Regions from separate parts of the Mus musculus genome. Here all the other regions are linked to region 1. A link is a contact called in public HiChIP or PLAC-seq and Micro-C data. All regions are on one chromosome and are shown on one strand. The core of a region is the stretch at or near the end of the contact, and the rest is flanking DNA. Distances in the headings are between cores, read along the strand shown. Region 1 holds the start of Dgkq (diacylglycerol kinase, theta). Region 2 overlaps Pigg (phosphatidylinositol glycan anchor biosynthesis, class G). Region 3 overlaps Ccdc18 (coiled-coil domain containing 18).

Evidence for each region. A called contact is a pair of places that touch in the nucleus more often than the background predicts. HiChIP or PLAC-seq counts read pairs in DNA pulled down with a chosen protein or histone mark.
Region 2: a contact with region 1 is called in an H3K27ac HiChIP or PLAC-seq map of embryonic stem cells, with 5 read pairs. The contact joins the enhancer-like site here to the promoter of Dgkq in region 1. A contact is called at or near these places in 4 of 39 promoter capture datasets (the 3T3-L1 cell line, the C10 cell line, cranial neural crest and 1 more), 3 of 484 Hi-C or Micro-C datasets (the AML12 cell line, the G1E-ER4 cell line and brown adipocytes), 5 of 115 datasets of contacts at active chromatin or transcription factors (the 230-238 cell line, embryonic stem cells and memory CD8 T cells) and 3 of 9 other capture datasets (adipose tissue, embryonic stem cells and pancreatic islet).
Region 3: a Micro-C map of the HL-1 cell line shows a contact between it and region 1, with 3 times the contacts expected there. The contact joins the enhancer-like site here to the promoter of Dgkq in region 1. A contact is called at or near these places in 10 of 39 promoter capture datasets (the 3T3-L1 cell line, the C10 cell line, cranial neural crest and 4 more), 1 of 15 datasets of contacts at CTCF or cohesin (large pre-B cells), 5 of 484 Hi-C or Micro-C datasets (the HL-1 cell line, embryonic stem cells and myocytes) and 1 of 9 other capture datasets (adipose tissue).

The regions. Positions count from the first base shown.
Region 1 is chr5:108,657,711-108,662,366 of GRCm38.p6, forward strand. Dgkq (diacylglycerol kinase, theta) reads right to left here and starts at 3,120. Exons shown (of 23, transcript NM_199011.2): 1 at 2,733-3,120; 2 at 496-575. The coding sequence starts at 2,985. It overlaps Idua (iduronidase, alpha-L), which reads left to right and starts at 2,621. Exons shown (of 15, transcript NM_008325.4): 1 at 2,621-2,788.
Region 2 is chr5:108,327,863-108,332,863 of GRCm38.p6, forward strand. Pigg (phosphatidylinositol glycan anchor biosynthesis, class G) reads left to right here. Exons shown (of 13, transcript NM_001310689.2): 7 at 4,113-4,330; 8 at 4,822-5,001. Among named protein-coding and RNA genes, the nearest start is that of Pigg, 18 kb to the left of the region's middle. Within about 2 kb of position 3,414, at least 5 of the 459 cell types and tissues checked have an H3K27ac peak or open chromatin away from gene starts, as enhancers often do. A contact at or near this core is called in embryonic stem cells, where this site is marked.
Region 3 is chr5:108,217,633-108,222,507 of GRCm38.p6, forward strand. It overlaps Ccdc18 (coiled-coil domain containing 18), which reads left to right. Exons shown (of 29, transcript NM_028481.1): 27 at 3,066-3,266. Among named protein-coding and RNA genes, the nearest start is that of Dr1, 49 kb to the right of the region's middle. Within about 2 kb of position 1,814, at least 1 of the 459 cell types and tissues checked has an H3K27ac peak or open chromatin away from gene starts, as enhancers often do. A contact at or near this core is called in the HL-1 cell line, where this site is marked.

The DNA of each region.
Region 1 (4,656 bases), core at 1,870-4,369:
TCGGAGGCTTTTTACATAAACCTGTTATGTTACAACCTCTAGAGGATTATGTGCATCTGTCAGAGGCAATCCAGAGATTCCCCTGTGCTCTTTACATATTTTCCAGTGTTAATAACTTACACAACTAGTCAGTGTCATAGCCAGAACACTGAGAGTGCATGCAGTCCAAGCATAGTACCCAGACTCCAGGACTCCTCATTTGCCCTTTTGCAGCTACATCCTCTTCCTAACCTTGAACCTCTGATCTGTGTTCCTCTGGCTTCCTCATTCCGAGTGTTCCATAGACAAGAATGTGCCCTTGGACACTGACTTTTCTCAGTCTCTAGAAATCCACTCAAGGTGCTCAGCTCATCAATGGCTCCTTCCTTTTTGATTGTGAGCAGAATTCTGCCCTTTGCTCCCTAACCATGAGGTGGCTAAACTGAATAATGCAAAGGACAGCCAGAGGTCAGCCCTTAACCCCATGAAAGCCATATGTACTGCCCCCACACTCACCCGGACGAGGCTTGGTGCAATGCTTGTGCACGGGGTCTTCACCTGCTTCAGGCACTTCTCATGGGACATGAAGTTGCAGACTGCAGGGAAGAGATGTGCCAATCAGTCCACCTTGCTAAACACCATAACAGGGCTAAGAGTCCATCATAAAGAGGTCACTCAGCCAGAGCTGACTGGGGGAAGTTCTTGAGCTGAGCCAGTGAGCATGGTACCCATCCCTGTTTCATCCTGTGATCCTAGGCAGTAACACCATCCTCAGGAGCTGGATGCCATATTAGAACCATGGTGGAAGATGAGTGTGTTCTGCTGTCTTGGGAGTGGCCCAATCCCCTCACACTGCCTCAGTTCCCTTGTCTCTGGGGCCAACAGAGCAGAGAGCTGAGTCCCCAAAGACAGGGTGCACATAAACAAAACACACCTGGTTGGGGAGGGGGGCTTGTTTCCAGACCTCAGCACAGCAGAGCTTCAGCAGTGAAACAAACTTGGAGATGTACAAGAGGGGACAGAAAGCTGTGTGACATATCAGAGGCAGGGCAGGACAAGGGAGTGAGGGGCCTGGGCTGGGCTCCACAGGTGGGATACTGATGAGAGGCTGTAGAAATGAAGGGACATGGCTACTAAGTCAGCCTGAGAAGCCAGAGCCTATCCAGAGGGCCCCAGCTGCTGCTTCCCTCCTGCTGAGACCCCAGACACCTCATTCTTAGAAAGAGACAAAAGTTTTCCATGGGATGCTCTGCTTGAAGGATGCTAGGAGAAAAGCGGATGACTAAGTAATGACCTAACAGGAATCTTCCCAGGCTCTCAATTTTCTCCACCTCAAAAGGTCTTGCCAGCTGCCTTCCCTGTAGGCTGAGACCGTCTTATGTTCCTGCAGGTGGAAGGCTCCTGCCCATACCCTTGTGAGGACAGCTACAACAACGCTGCTTAGAAGGGGCTCTGCACCCTCTTCTGGGTAACAGAACCTTGGGCTGCTATACATGAGGAGTTTGCTTAGGTTTCCTGATTCCACAGACCTAGGCTCAGGGGTCAAATCTGTGAGGGGTTCCTTGGATTCAAATCCTACTTTCATTATCTCTCAGTTCTGCAGAGATCCTAGGTCTAGCCTCCTATCTGTGGGTTTGCCTCCACTACCTTTACCTTCCCAGAATAGACTTAGACTTCAAACTATGCCTTCTATGACTTTCAGCCATAAAGTGAGTCAGAGGACCATCCTGCCTAGGCCACCTTTGTACGGCCTGGGGCATAGCTTCAGATATGCAGCTAAGTCAGTGTATACCTCACAGCCTCCATCTCAGTGGGACTCTGATATTTTAAGAGGGCAGATAGGACAGAGAAAAACAGGTGACCACTCCTATGTCACTACTAGCCCTGAGATCCCATGACAACCTTGCCATCCTCACTAGCAGAAGACACGCCTCTGTGAGGAGCTATGGCCTCAGTGATCCTGCCCAGAGCACACTAGTGTTCCCCAAATAGGGCAGGTTCATTGCTCCCACCTTCGGACCCTGGTCAGGTGACACTGTCAAAGGCCCAGATGTCCCCCACAGATTTGGGTCTCAGCTTCTTGTGAAGCTGCCTCTTCACAAGAGTAAGAATAAAAAGAGGGGCAGTCATGGAATTACCTGGAGAGCTGAGAAAGAGGTGCCATCCTCTGTCCTGCCCAGCCGGCTTGGCAGCTGGGTGGGAGCTGTGCTGGGACATGCCACAACTGTAAAGAAGGCTGGGCCTAGCTCTCCAAGCAGTTGAGCCTGAACAGAGCAGCATTAAATCCCTCTGTGCATCAGCATGCACTCGGGACAAGAATGCCCAGGACCCACAGCCAGCCACTCCTGCTGCCCCAGTCACTGACACGGGTCACTAGTGGGAGCCCCATTGCCCCAAGTCTCAGTCTTACCTTCATATCTCTATGCCCAGGCCCAACAACTGCCTCAGCACACACCTTGCCTCTTACAGCGCCTTTGCATTACAACAACAGCACTGCACTATGGCGACTCGGTCTCCACCTCCCACTAGGAAATCCTGAGATCTCAGGTCAAGAGAGGCCAGACCCAGGGTACCCCTCCTTCCTGACCTTAAAAGCAGGGTGTCACCTCCATAGGAAAGTCCTACTCAAACCAGAGTCTGTCTCTGTGCCCACCCACTGCCAAGAGGGACAGGTCTCAAAGGTCAGGGCAGTGTCCCGGGAAGGAGGGCATCGGCTCCTGGGAGCGGCCTTAGGACGCGGGGTGGACTCTCACCATCGCACAGGAAGCCAGCCAGTCCCCAGATGAAGTCCGAGCAGAGGTGGCAGAAGGTAGGCTTGGTGAGTGTCACCTTGCGAAAGCTGTGGCCAGGTGCTGCGGAGCCAATAGCTCTGCTAGTCCGCTCCGGCCCTGACCCCGGGCGTGTGCGGCCCGAGATGCCCAGCACTGGACTGCCGGCCGGGCTGCCAAGACGTGGGGAACCACTGCCCGGCCAGGTCCGGGCACCGGGCTCGGCTGCCGCCGCCATCCACAACCCGAGCGCCCCAGCTCCAAGCGCACGATAAAGCCAGGTCCGCGGTGTAGAGAGGGCCCTCGGCAGAGCCCGCTCCCGGCTTCCGACTGCGCTACCTAACGCGCAGGCTCACGTGGGCGGGGCCAGACTGGAGAGGGCCTCCTGAGGGGCGGTGCCGTCCTGCCAAAGGCGGGGCCTCTGGACTAGACAGAGGGGCATGGTGGCCCAAGAGGATTTGTTCTGACCTCCAGCGCCAGATTCTCCACACAGGATACTAGATATATGAGGCCTTTGCTCGTATAAGCATAGGAGAAGCTATATGGAAACATTCAGTGGGACTTCCACAAGCTCCTTTAACCCCTAATTCTACGCGCGCGCGCGCGCGCGCACACACACACACACACACACCCTCACACACACCATGGCAAAACTTTCTCCCACTGTGTTCCCAGGTCTTTGAGTACCTGCATGCAAGGGAAGGCCATCCACAGTAACCATAGCTTTGTGTTGTCCAGACAATGCCTATGACTTTGGACCTAGGAGTCATTCTGCCTCTATTGTCAGCAGCCCTCAAGGGCCCTGCTTCTATAGGCCGACTCTGTTTTGGAGTTGGGGAAACACTACTGGAATGGTGATCCAAAAAGTTCCTGGCCTCTAGCCTATTCCCAGTAGCCACAGAGTGCATCAAGGGAAGGAAACAGCGACGAGAGAGCTCTGTGTGTATGAGGACATCCTGGTCTATCTAGTGAGTTCTAGGATAACTGAGGCTATGTAGAGAGGCTCTGTCTTTTAAAAAAATATATATTTATTTTATTTTATCAGTATGATTGATTTGCTTACATTTTGTCTGTGCCTGGTGTCAGAGGAGGTCAGAATAGAAAACTGGATTTCCTGGAACTGGAGTTACAGATGTTTTTGAGCTGCCATGAAGGTACTAGAAATAGATCTAGGGTCTTCTACAAAAAAACAAATGCTCTTAATCTCTGAGCCATCTCTTCAGTTTCCTTAGTAGTCTTCTTAACAAGTCCTGGAAGTTTCTAGTACAATCTAAACTAGGTCTAGAATGTTTTTTGTCTCTGAGACTTACTGTCAAATAAGCTCACCCTTTCTTATGCTTCATGAACTCTTGCTGGCTGCTCAACTCTGCTGATCTGGCTCAAATTCCTCTCCAAGCTGACTGATTCAGTATGGCTTCTCTCTCGGCCTCTGACTTTTTGCCCTGCTTGACCTCAAACTAACTCCAGCAATCTATTCTACTCTTCTAACTCCTTCTCATTCTCTGGCTCATTCTGTCTTTACCTATGCCTAAATTGTTCTCTCTGTAAAACTCTCCCAGTAAAATTGTTTGCTTGCTTGCTTGCTCTTCCCCTCTTCCTCTCTTCCTCTCCCCTCTCTCCTGCTCTCTCTTAAATAGCTTTCCTTTCCTCTCTCTTCTTGTGAGATGTGGGCAGTCCTATTCTGTCAAATCATTCTCTGATTTACCACTTTGCCATTTAATCAGACATCATTTTCAAACATGGGTGCTTCCTTCTATAAACTAACTTTACCTTCATTGTTTGGAATTAAAGATGTGTGCTAAGGGCTAAGCCACATCATAACTAAAAAAAGATTTGTTCAGTAAATAACACAGTCTCAGGGTTTACAGTTTGATTAAATATCTTGCAATACTTCCCCTCTTATCACTAA
Region 2 (5,001 bases), core at 2,164-4,663, 330 kb before region 1:
AATTAGAAAGTAGATGTATTTTGTGTTTGCTGGCTTTGGGATATAAGGCACACGAAGTCCTGAGGCCAAAGAAGCAGCTCCAGGCTTAGAGCTAAATGGTGAAGGAATAGTGACCATGCAGTAAGGTAGGCAGGAGCTAGTTTTCAAGGCAGGTGTCTTAGTTATTTTTCTATTTCTGTGGTAAGACATCATGACCAAGGCAGTTTATAAAAGAAGGAGATTATTTGGCACTTATTATTTCCAGAAGCTTAGAGTCCCTTAACCATCGTGACAGGGAACCTGGCTGCAGGCAGGTACTCAATCAGGCTGTCAGGCATGGTGCTAGAGCATTAGCTGAGATCTACAGCCTGAGGCAAAGAGCTACCTGGGGATGGCTAGGCTTTTGGAACTTCAAAGCCATACTCAGTGATACTACCTCCATAAGACCACACCCCCCTAATCATTTCCAAACAATTCTACCAGCTAGGAACCAAGTGTTCAAGTAAATGAACCTAGGGGGACCACTCTCATTCAACCATATGGGGTAGGAAGCTATGAAAAGAGAGGTTCAGTAAGGAGACAATAAGCACTATGTTGATGCTGTACTGAGAGCTAATTATTGGGTCTGAGGATTTAGAGTCATTGGGGATTGCTGGAGCAGCTCCTGTTTAGTGCTGGGAGAGAGACTGGTTAGACTAGGTACAGGTAAGGGCAACGGATCAGAAAGGTGGACTGCGGTCTAAGCAAGTGATTTTGTCTTCAAGCTGAAGATAGTAGGGGCTATTTCTGTGACAATAGGATCCCAGGAGAAGAGTGAACCTCTGTGGGACCCCTTATAGATCACTTGAGACACATTTTCAACTGATCTGCTCTGGTATGTCCAGCATATCACAGACTAACACATCTGTCGCTGATACTCCTTCACAAGTCTTGAGATGGTAGTTGTGCTTGAGGCAGTATTTCATATGATATTGGCAAGTTTTCTTTAAGTTGTGATATACATGCAGTATGGTGGACACATGAGTGTTAGCTGTGGAAGACTAGACCCTGCCTGCTAGATGGAAAATGACTGTGAGCCATATGTAGCAAGGGGCAGGAAGACTTTCTGAGTGAGTACTCAGAGGTGAGGTCTGACTTCAACGTACACTTTAGTTTAGTCTAGATTATTTGTGACAGTTAATCTTTTTTTTTTTTTTTCTAAAATAAGTTTTTTGCTTGTAAGGTTTTTTGAGGAGGTGGGAAGGTGTTGGTTAGTTTAGTTTATGCTTTTTGTGGTTTTAAGTTTGATAATGTTTTATTTTGGTATATGAATGGTAGGCATTTTTGGTGGTTTTTAACTTTGTTCATTTGGATTTATTTGTTTGTTTGTTTGTTTGTTTGTTTATGGTAGTAGTGAGTTTCATAGTAGTGGGGTTGCCTATCACTAAACTACATCTCCAGGCCTCTTTAGTTTCATTTTGAAACAGTCTCACTGTTATACAGACCTGTTTTGAATTCTGTAACTCAGGTTGTCCTTCAATTTGTGATCTTCCTGACTCCATCTCTTGAATAGCATTAGTCACTAGGCCAGCCATTGCTTGGTAGTTTTATATATGTTGTTGCTAGCAAAATTATCGCCTAGCAAATTGCCAACAAAAAACCCAACTGCTAAGGATTTTGATGTTTCAGAACTATTAGGATAGAAAAAATTAGGAACCATGTTAAATGGAAAGCAAACAAGCCTGCAAAGGTTAGCAGACATTGTCGTGGGTCCTTCATTCCTAGGAGGCCTACCTGTATCCCACCATCAGTACATGTTCTACTCTCTGAACCCCACAAGAAGACCAGCAGAATCTTCCACAACATCTAGCCAAATCTGATCTTCTTGCACTCTGTCTTTTTTTGAGTTCTGTTGGGAATAGTTCCTCCCCACACCCCACCCTGCACTCCCCAGGAACTTTGGATAAGATGTTCATAGTGACAGATGCTCTTCTCCGGTACCTCATCTGATTGATTCCTGGTCATCCTTTACAGTCAGCTTATCAGTCTGTCCTTGCCCTATTCATATTTCATTTCCAATCTAAAATGAGTTACTCCCCATTGCCACAAATGTCTCCTGTCATTTGCTTTTCCTTCATAGCATTCTTTGTGATTAAAGTTTTTTCTTTTTATGTGTATGGGTGTTTTGCTTGCGTGCATGTCTATGTATCATGTGTATTCAGTGCAGAGGCCAAAAGGAAAAAAAAAAAAATGTTGGGTGGTTGTAACCACCATGTGGGTCCTGGGGATCAAGCCTGAATCCTCTGATGGAGCCACCAGAGCGTTTAACCACTGAGCCATCTCTCTGGCCTCCATTCTTCACAATTGGTTATCACATATGTCCATGCCTACAACATAATTTTTTGTTTGCATTTGTTTGCATTTGTGTACACTTCTAAACCCAAGTGGAGGCAGGCAGGAGTTGTACTAGTTTATTCACCATTTTGTTTCTTTTTCTTTTTAAATTTAAGATCCTTTGTGTTGATTCCGTGTCTAGGACACAGTCGGTGCTTAGCAAGCATTCATTTGGCTGCATGAACAGGGACCCCAGGTTTCTAGGACTCCTTTTGTAGAGGCTGTAAAATTAACACAAATATCCTGTGTCTCTGAGGCTTATTTGTAGAGATCTGTAAGGCTGTTGAGTAATACACAAAGATAGACCAGATCTTTGTACTTACTTATGGAGGCTGTGGGTTATAGACACAGGTACCCCGTGTCTCTGTGACTTTGTTGTGGGGGCTACAGGGTGCCATCAGGCTTCTATACATCGCTTATAGAGACAGTGGGATATAGGCGAAGATGGCCTGAGTTTCTGTGACTCCCTGGAAGAGAGGCATGGATTATGAATACAGATCACTGCGGAGGCTTGGGGTGTAGACACAGACACTCTTACTTTGGTGGTGTAGCAGTGAGGGCACCAGCTGTGTACTTATTGTCAGTAGTAAGGACATGTGCAACCTGAAATGTTCAGATTGTGTCACTGAACCCTTGTCCTCAGCAATATGCCTGCAGGGTTCTGCTGCCACTGCTGCTGCCTCTGCTGCTTCGGTAGCAAAGCATAAGTTGTATTCACATAGCTCTGTGCAGCACATTGGGGGTGATAAAGGAATCTGTGGTCCTGATGAAGTACGAGGTGCATTTTAAAGAACAGAGCATCTCAGCAAGAAAAAGTCTTGTTTTTAGACCCATTTAGTTACAAGCAAGCACAATACAGTAAAGAATAACAGACCAGATCTGGGAAGCAGACTGTCAGCTTCTTGCCTTCAATAACACTACCTGTAGACCTAAAGGCAAAAGGCAGCCATGTGCCTGGGCCACACCCAGAAGCCAGACATTTAGTCCCAATATCTTCAGTGGCCATTGTAGTCACTGGGGAACAAAGGCTACTTAAACCTTTGAACGGTGGTTGGGTGGGGGCTTTCAGGGTGAGTGTACATCATTGGCCAGGGCCAGGGCACTGAAAATGTCTCATTAGCATAAGGAAGAATTCCAGGGAGTTTAACTGGGCTATGTAACCTCCTGGTGGGGTGGTAGGGTGGTGGGGGTAATGGGGTGGTGTGGGTGGATACTTGTGCCAGGACATACACATGACATGACCCTACTCCTGACAATCTCACGATGAGATTTCTGGGGTTTGGACATGCCTGGACCCAACTCTTGCTCTCAACCAGTTATACTCCCCCACTTATACTGCCCCTACCCACACCACCCCCGCCCCACTCAGGCTCTGGCCATGTTGGCAGTAGATGGATATACATCATCAACTGTTACAGTGTTACTGCGGTTTTGCTGACCTTTCCTGCCTAGGAACAGATTGCCTTCATTAGGTATCAGTTCTTAAAAATGTCCCAGTAAGGGCTGGTGAGATGGCTCAGTGGGTAAGAGCACTCGACTGCTCTTCCGAAGGTCTGAAGTTCAAATCCCAGCAACCACATGGTGGCTCACAACCACCCGTAATGAGATCTGATGCCCTCTTCTGGTGTGTCTGAAGACAACTACAGTGTACTTACATATAATAAATAAATAAATCTTTAAAAAAAAATTAATTAAAAAAAAATGTCCCAGTAAGTGAATGTGCTAAAATTATAAGTATGTCTAATCTTTTTGTCTGATAGATCCTGGATTTGAGCAATTTAAAATGGCAGAAAAGTTACATGGAAACTGGGTCAAACTGCACTTGGAGGAAAACCATTCAGACATTCTGCTTGGCCTGGGGACCAAAGTACTCAGGCATTACCTGGGTGCCCTGAAGACCCTGAGTCTGTCCCTGAGCACACAAGTGGCTCAATATGACATGTACTCCATGGCAGTGGGAACACTCATAGTTTTGGAGGTACACATGTTTGTATTCTCATGGTTTAGGTGTTAAATGGATTGTGCAACTCAGCCAAACATAAAGGTTTTGAATTTATATATCATTACTGCTGGGTATGGTGGTATATGTCTGTAATTCCCAAATTCAGTCTACTAAGATGGGAGAATGGCTACATCATGCCAGCCTGGGCTACAAAGATCCTATGTCTGAAAAGAAGAATGTCAGTGCAACACAGAAAATAGGAATGTTCTTTATTTTTCCATTGTGCACCCAGATTTAAGAGATTTCATGAAGTATTTGCATGAGGCAAATGGCTTCATTCAGCATTGCTATAAAAGATGAAAATATAAGTCAAGCTCTGCAGTTTTGGCAAGCAACTAAAATTAATTTTCCCTTGGGTCATTTTGTTGTTGCTCTTGTGTGAGCAGCAGGTTAGGATGGGTTGGGCTAATTCGAGTGGACTTTCCTATCCCTGGGCGTCCCTGTTCACCCTTGATCTTCTTTTTCAGGTTCTCGCCCTGTTCCTCCTTAGCACTCCACATGTGCTGTGCAGAAAGGCTGAGCTGGATGTTCCTCTGTTGTCGCCTGTGTTTTCGCTGCTCTTTTACTTGGTGTTTTTGGTTCTTTCGGCCATTCATGTCCTGGTGTGCACCTCATCTGAGAGCTCGTGCTACCTCTGTAGCCTCTCG
Region 3 (4,875 bases), core at 564-3,063, 440 kb before region 1:
ACCTAAAATTAGTTAGTCAGCTAGTTCATAACTTTTTAAAATGGTTCTCGGAGATGGAGCTCAGCTAGAACCGATGCTCTTATAGAGGATTCAGGTTCATTCCCCAGCTCCCATATATAGCAGCTCACCACTGACTATACCATCAGTTCTCAGGGGATATGATATCCTCTTCTGACCTCCATGGGTACCAGGCATACATGCAGCAAAATACTCATACACATAAACTTAAAAAATAAAATAACCTTTAAGGTTAGAGAGATGACTCAGCAATTAAGAAAATAATTGATCTTCCAAAGGACCCAGGTTTGATTCCCAGGACCTACCTATATCAGTGATTGATACAACTACCTATAACTCTAGCTCTAGTATGTCTATGCCTCTGGCTTATATAGACATTACTAACTTAATTACACACTCGCACATGCATACAGTTAAAAATAAAATAAATATTTTAAAAAGTCTTAATGTTTTTAGTAAATGGGAATATTTTTAAGTATGACAAAAATATATAATTTATATAAAACATTTTTCCTTTTGATTGCTAACAAAGATTTATTTTAAAAGTGTGTGTGTTGCTTCTATATACAATGAGGGGACTGAGCCAGGCACACTTGTACATGCCTGTAATCTCAACATTTGAGAAAAACATAGGTTCGAAGTCAACTTTGGCTACATAGCAAGGTCTTGAGACCATGTCTTTAAAAACCCTAAAAATTAAAAAAAAAAAAAAAAACCCAAACAAAAAAACCCCCCAAAAATACCCTAAAAATAAGTAAATGTATAAATTAAACAAGAAGATATAGCATTATAGGTACAGTTTAAAAAGGAATTTCCAGTTTTCATTTTAATTTTATGTATATGGGTGTTTTGACTGAAAGTCTGTGTCCCACATGTGTGCAATGCCTGAGTATGCCAGAAGAGGTTGTTGGATGCCCTGTGTGGTGGTTTGAATAAAAATGGCTTCTCTAGCCTAGTCTACAAAGCGAGTTAGGTCAGCCAAAGCTACACAGAGAATCCGTGTCACAAAAATCAACCAACCAACCAATCAATCAATCAATCAATCAATCAATCAATCAAATAAACCCAAACCAAACAAAAGGCCCCATTGCCCAATAAGGAGTAGCACTATTAGGAGGTATAACCTTGTTAGATTTTGAGGTCTCAAATGTTCAAGCCTGGCCAGTGTATCATAGTTGCCTCCTGCTCCTTGCAAATCAGAATACAGAGCAAGGGGACCACTCCTCCTTTACTGTTGGGAGTGCACACTTGTGTAGTCACTTTGGAAATCAATGTGGCCAGTTTCTCAGAAAACTGGTAATCTACCTCAAGACCCAGCTATACCACTCCTAGACATATACCCAAAGGACACTCCATCCTACCCAAGGACACTTGTTCTTCTGTGTTCATAGCAACTTTATTCATAATAGCAGAAACTAGAAACAACCTAGATATCAGTCAACCAAATAATGGATAAAGAAAATGTGATATATTTAAACAATAAAGTATTACTCATCTGTTATAAAAATGACATCATGAAATTTGCAGGCATGGTTGAATTCCTCGTGACCAGTCCCTAAAGGGATGATGAGTCTTTCTCTGACTGTGTCCGTGCCAGAAGCCATCAACTAATTCCCGTGTCCACACTATAGCCTGCACCATGGAGTAGGGCCAGCTTTCCTGTGCTCACTCCACTGCCTACCTAAATGTGCTATGAATTGGAAAGGGCCAGCACCAGCTCTCCTGTACCCACAAACATCAACATGGCTTTAGTGGCAGCCCACATCATGGGCATCCACATGAATTGTGGTGCTAACATAGGCTGCAGACATCAGCATGTCCCCTGGCTGTATCAGGACCACTGACCCAGTCATGGCCTCAGCAGCTTCACAGACCGTGGACCTCAATACAGTCTTAAGAGGTGACAATACCATTCACTTCAGGATGGACACCCACCCACACCACCCCGACTCCTACCGAAGCAGCAAAGCCAAAGGCATCAGTCAGTGGCACAGACCTACATGTGTTCATGTGAATCTCGGTTTCACTGTAGACAGCATCATGGCCCACAGGTACCAACATGACCTCCAGTGGCATCACAGACCATGATGGTACTTCAGAGGGGTCCAGTCCAGAAAGTGAATCTTTCCTCATCTCATTGCCCAGAGCCAGGGGGATTCCCCGCCTGGGAGGCAGGTTTGGGGACTGTGTCTGCATCTGCATGAGCTCAAGACTGTTGTATGCAATTCCGTGGGCCCTACTGAGCAATGACAGTATATCGGCCTCAGCCTCTCATCTTGTCACTGCCATCACTGTCTCCAGTCCCCTAGCTCTGCCTCTCTCTACAGCACACACTGCTCAGTTTTTCTATCTTTCCTACCTCTCTATCACTATTCATTGTAGTGGTGTTTCCAACCCACAACACAAGACCTGGGTGACACTCTCAACATTACCCATTTTTAATTTTTTCCCTGCTGCTCAACACCACCAACATTGTGACCCAATGCCCCTATCTCTTATTTCTTTCTCTTCTCTTCTCTTCTCTTCTCTTCTCTTCTTTTTCTTTTTCTTTTTCATGCTTTTGGGTTTTGTTCTTTGTTCTTTGGGGTTTTTGTTGGTGGTGGTGGTGTTGCTGTTGTTTGTTTGGATTTTTCTTTTTTGAGACAGAACCTCTCTATATAAGCCCCGACTGTCCTGGAACTCACTATGTAGACTAGACTGTTCTGGAATTTGAAGAAATCACCAGCCTCTGCCCCTGGAGTACAGGGATTAAAGACATGTACTACCACACCCAACTATGAGAATATTTTCTTTATATTACATGTACAGTCATTTCTCGTATTTCTCCAGTTGTCTCTAAAGTTTCTTTTAAATTTATATAAGTCTGAATCAAAGTATGATGTATAGCTAACTATTAAGTGAATGTAAGCTTGTGTTCTTTTCTTCCTTGAGTATTGCATTTAGTGTGAAATCAGATGTTTACAGCTATACATTTAAGGAAAAATAATAGTAGCAGGTATTAGAATAACTCCATCCTGTTTTCTTTTTATAATTTTGGGATTATAAAGATGATTTCACATCAAGAGAACCATGCAAAGTGGAAGCTTTCTGCTGAATCTCAGAAGACGTCTGTTCAACAACTGAATGAACAACTAGAGAAAGCGAAACAAGAATTGGAAGAAGCTCAGGATACTGTGAGCAATTTGCATCAACAAGTTCAAGACAGGAATGAAGTCATTGAAGCTGCAAATGAAGCATTACTTATTAAAGTAAGTAAACATAAAAGTAATGAAATACATTTGTGAAAAATATATTTTCCTTTTCTCATTTATAGAGGTCTTCATGACAGATTATTGATTTGAAATAAAATATATCTTTTTTAGAAAAAAATATGAGACATAATTAACATATCATTACTATAAAATAATTTATATGTTTAAATATAAATTCTTATATTTATAATATTTACTCTTGGGTTTTATATCTGATGTGCCTTAAAAAATATTGAAGCTTTTTCAAAATTAATAAAGCTACTTTGAAAATTATGAGATTAAAAATAATAAGATTACATTCAGAACTTTTTTTTAACTGGATTTAAATGTATATGTTTTTTAAATGGCCTACACTGTGTGTTCATCTGTTTTGATTATAGCAGTTTGTGTGGAGTTTGAAATTAACAGTATGGACACATAAATCCTCATTTACAACTGCTAATGTATAAGGTAAAGTTATCAGTGAAGACCTTTAAAAAGAACAGAGTGGTAGCAAGATAAAAGTCATTGAAAAAGAAATAAAATTAATACCTTCTCCGTATTTGCATTTTGTGCTTAACTCAGTAACTCATTCTTTTTCAGCAATAGTTTACTGTTATATACATGTGAATAGACATAATCTCAAATTATATTTAGGTGCTGGTAATATAGGTTAGTGACTGAGTTTGTGTTTAACATACAGGATGTTCTGGATTCAGTCTTTTGCATTAATAGAATATTTAGGCTAACCACTGTGTTTGTGCATGTATGTTAAGAATGAACATACTAGTGTTTGGCTGTGGGTCTCTGCATCTGTTTCCATCAGATGCTGGATGAAGTCTCTCTGATGACCATTAGGCTAGGCACCAATCCATGAGTATAGCAGAATATCACTAGGAATCATTTCATTGATTTTTTTTTTTTTGCCAGTCATTATTGGTTCTATTCCAGATCTCTGGGCTATCCAGCCCCTAGGTCCTGGTCTTCCAAGTAGTGTCATGGCATGGGTCTCAAGATGGACCAGTTGGCCACTTCCACATATCCTTGCCACATTTACCCCAGCACATCTTGTAGGCAGGACAAATTGTAGATCAAAGGTTTTATGGATAGATTGGTATCCCAATCCTTCCATTGGAAGTCTTGCCTAGTTATAGGATCTGGCCAGTCCAGGCTCCATATCCCCCCATTGCTAGAAGTCTAAGCTAGGGTCACCCATATAGATTTCTGGGAGTTTCCATTGCCCTAGGTTTCCAGCTTGTCCCAGAAATGCTCCCTCTTCTAATTCCAGTTGTCTCTCCCAATACTCTCGCCCTCCTTCCTTTCCCTACCTGACCCCTCCTGTTCCCATTCCCATCCTCCAATCCAGACCCCTCCAACCCCCAGCCACCTGAAATGTCTAATCTATTTCCCCTTTACAGTGACATCCATGCATTCTCCCCTCCCCACCTTCCACCCCTTGAGCCCTCCTTGTTACTTAGCCTCTCTGCCTCTGTGGGTTGCTGCATGACTATCCTTTATTTTAAGGTTAATAATTCATTTACAAGTGAGTTCATACTATGTTTCTCTTTCTGGGTTTTGGTTACCTCATTCAGGATGAACTTTTCTACTTCTATCCACTTGCCTGCAA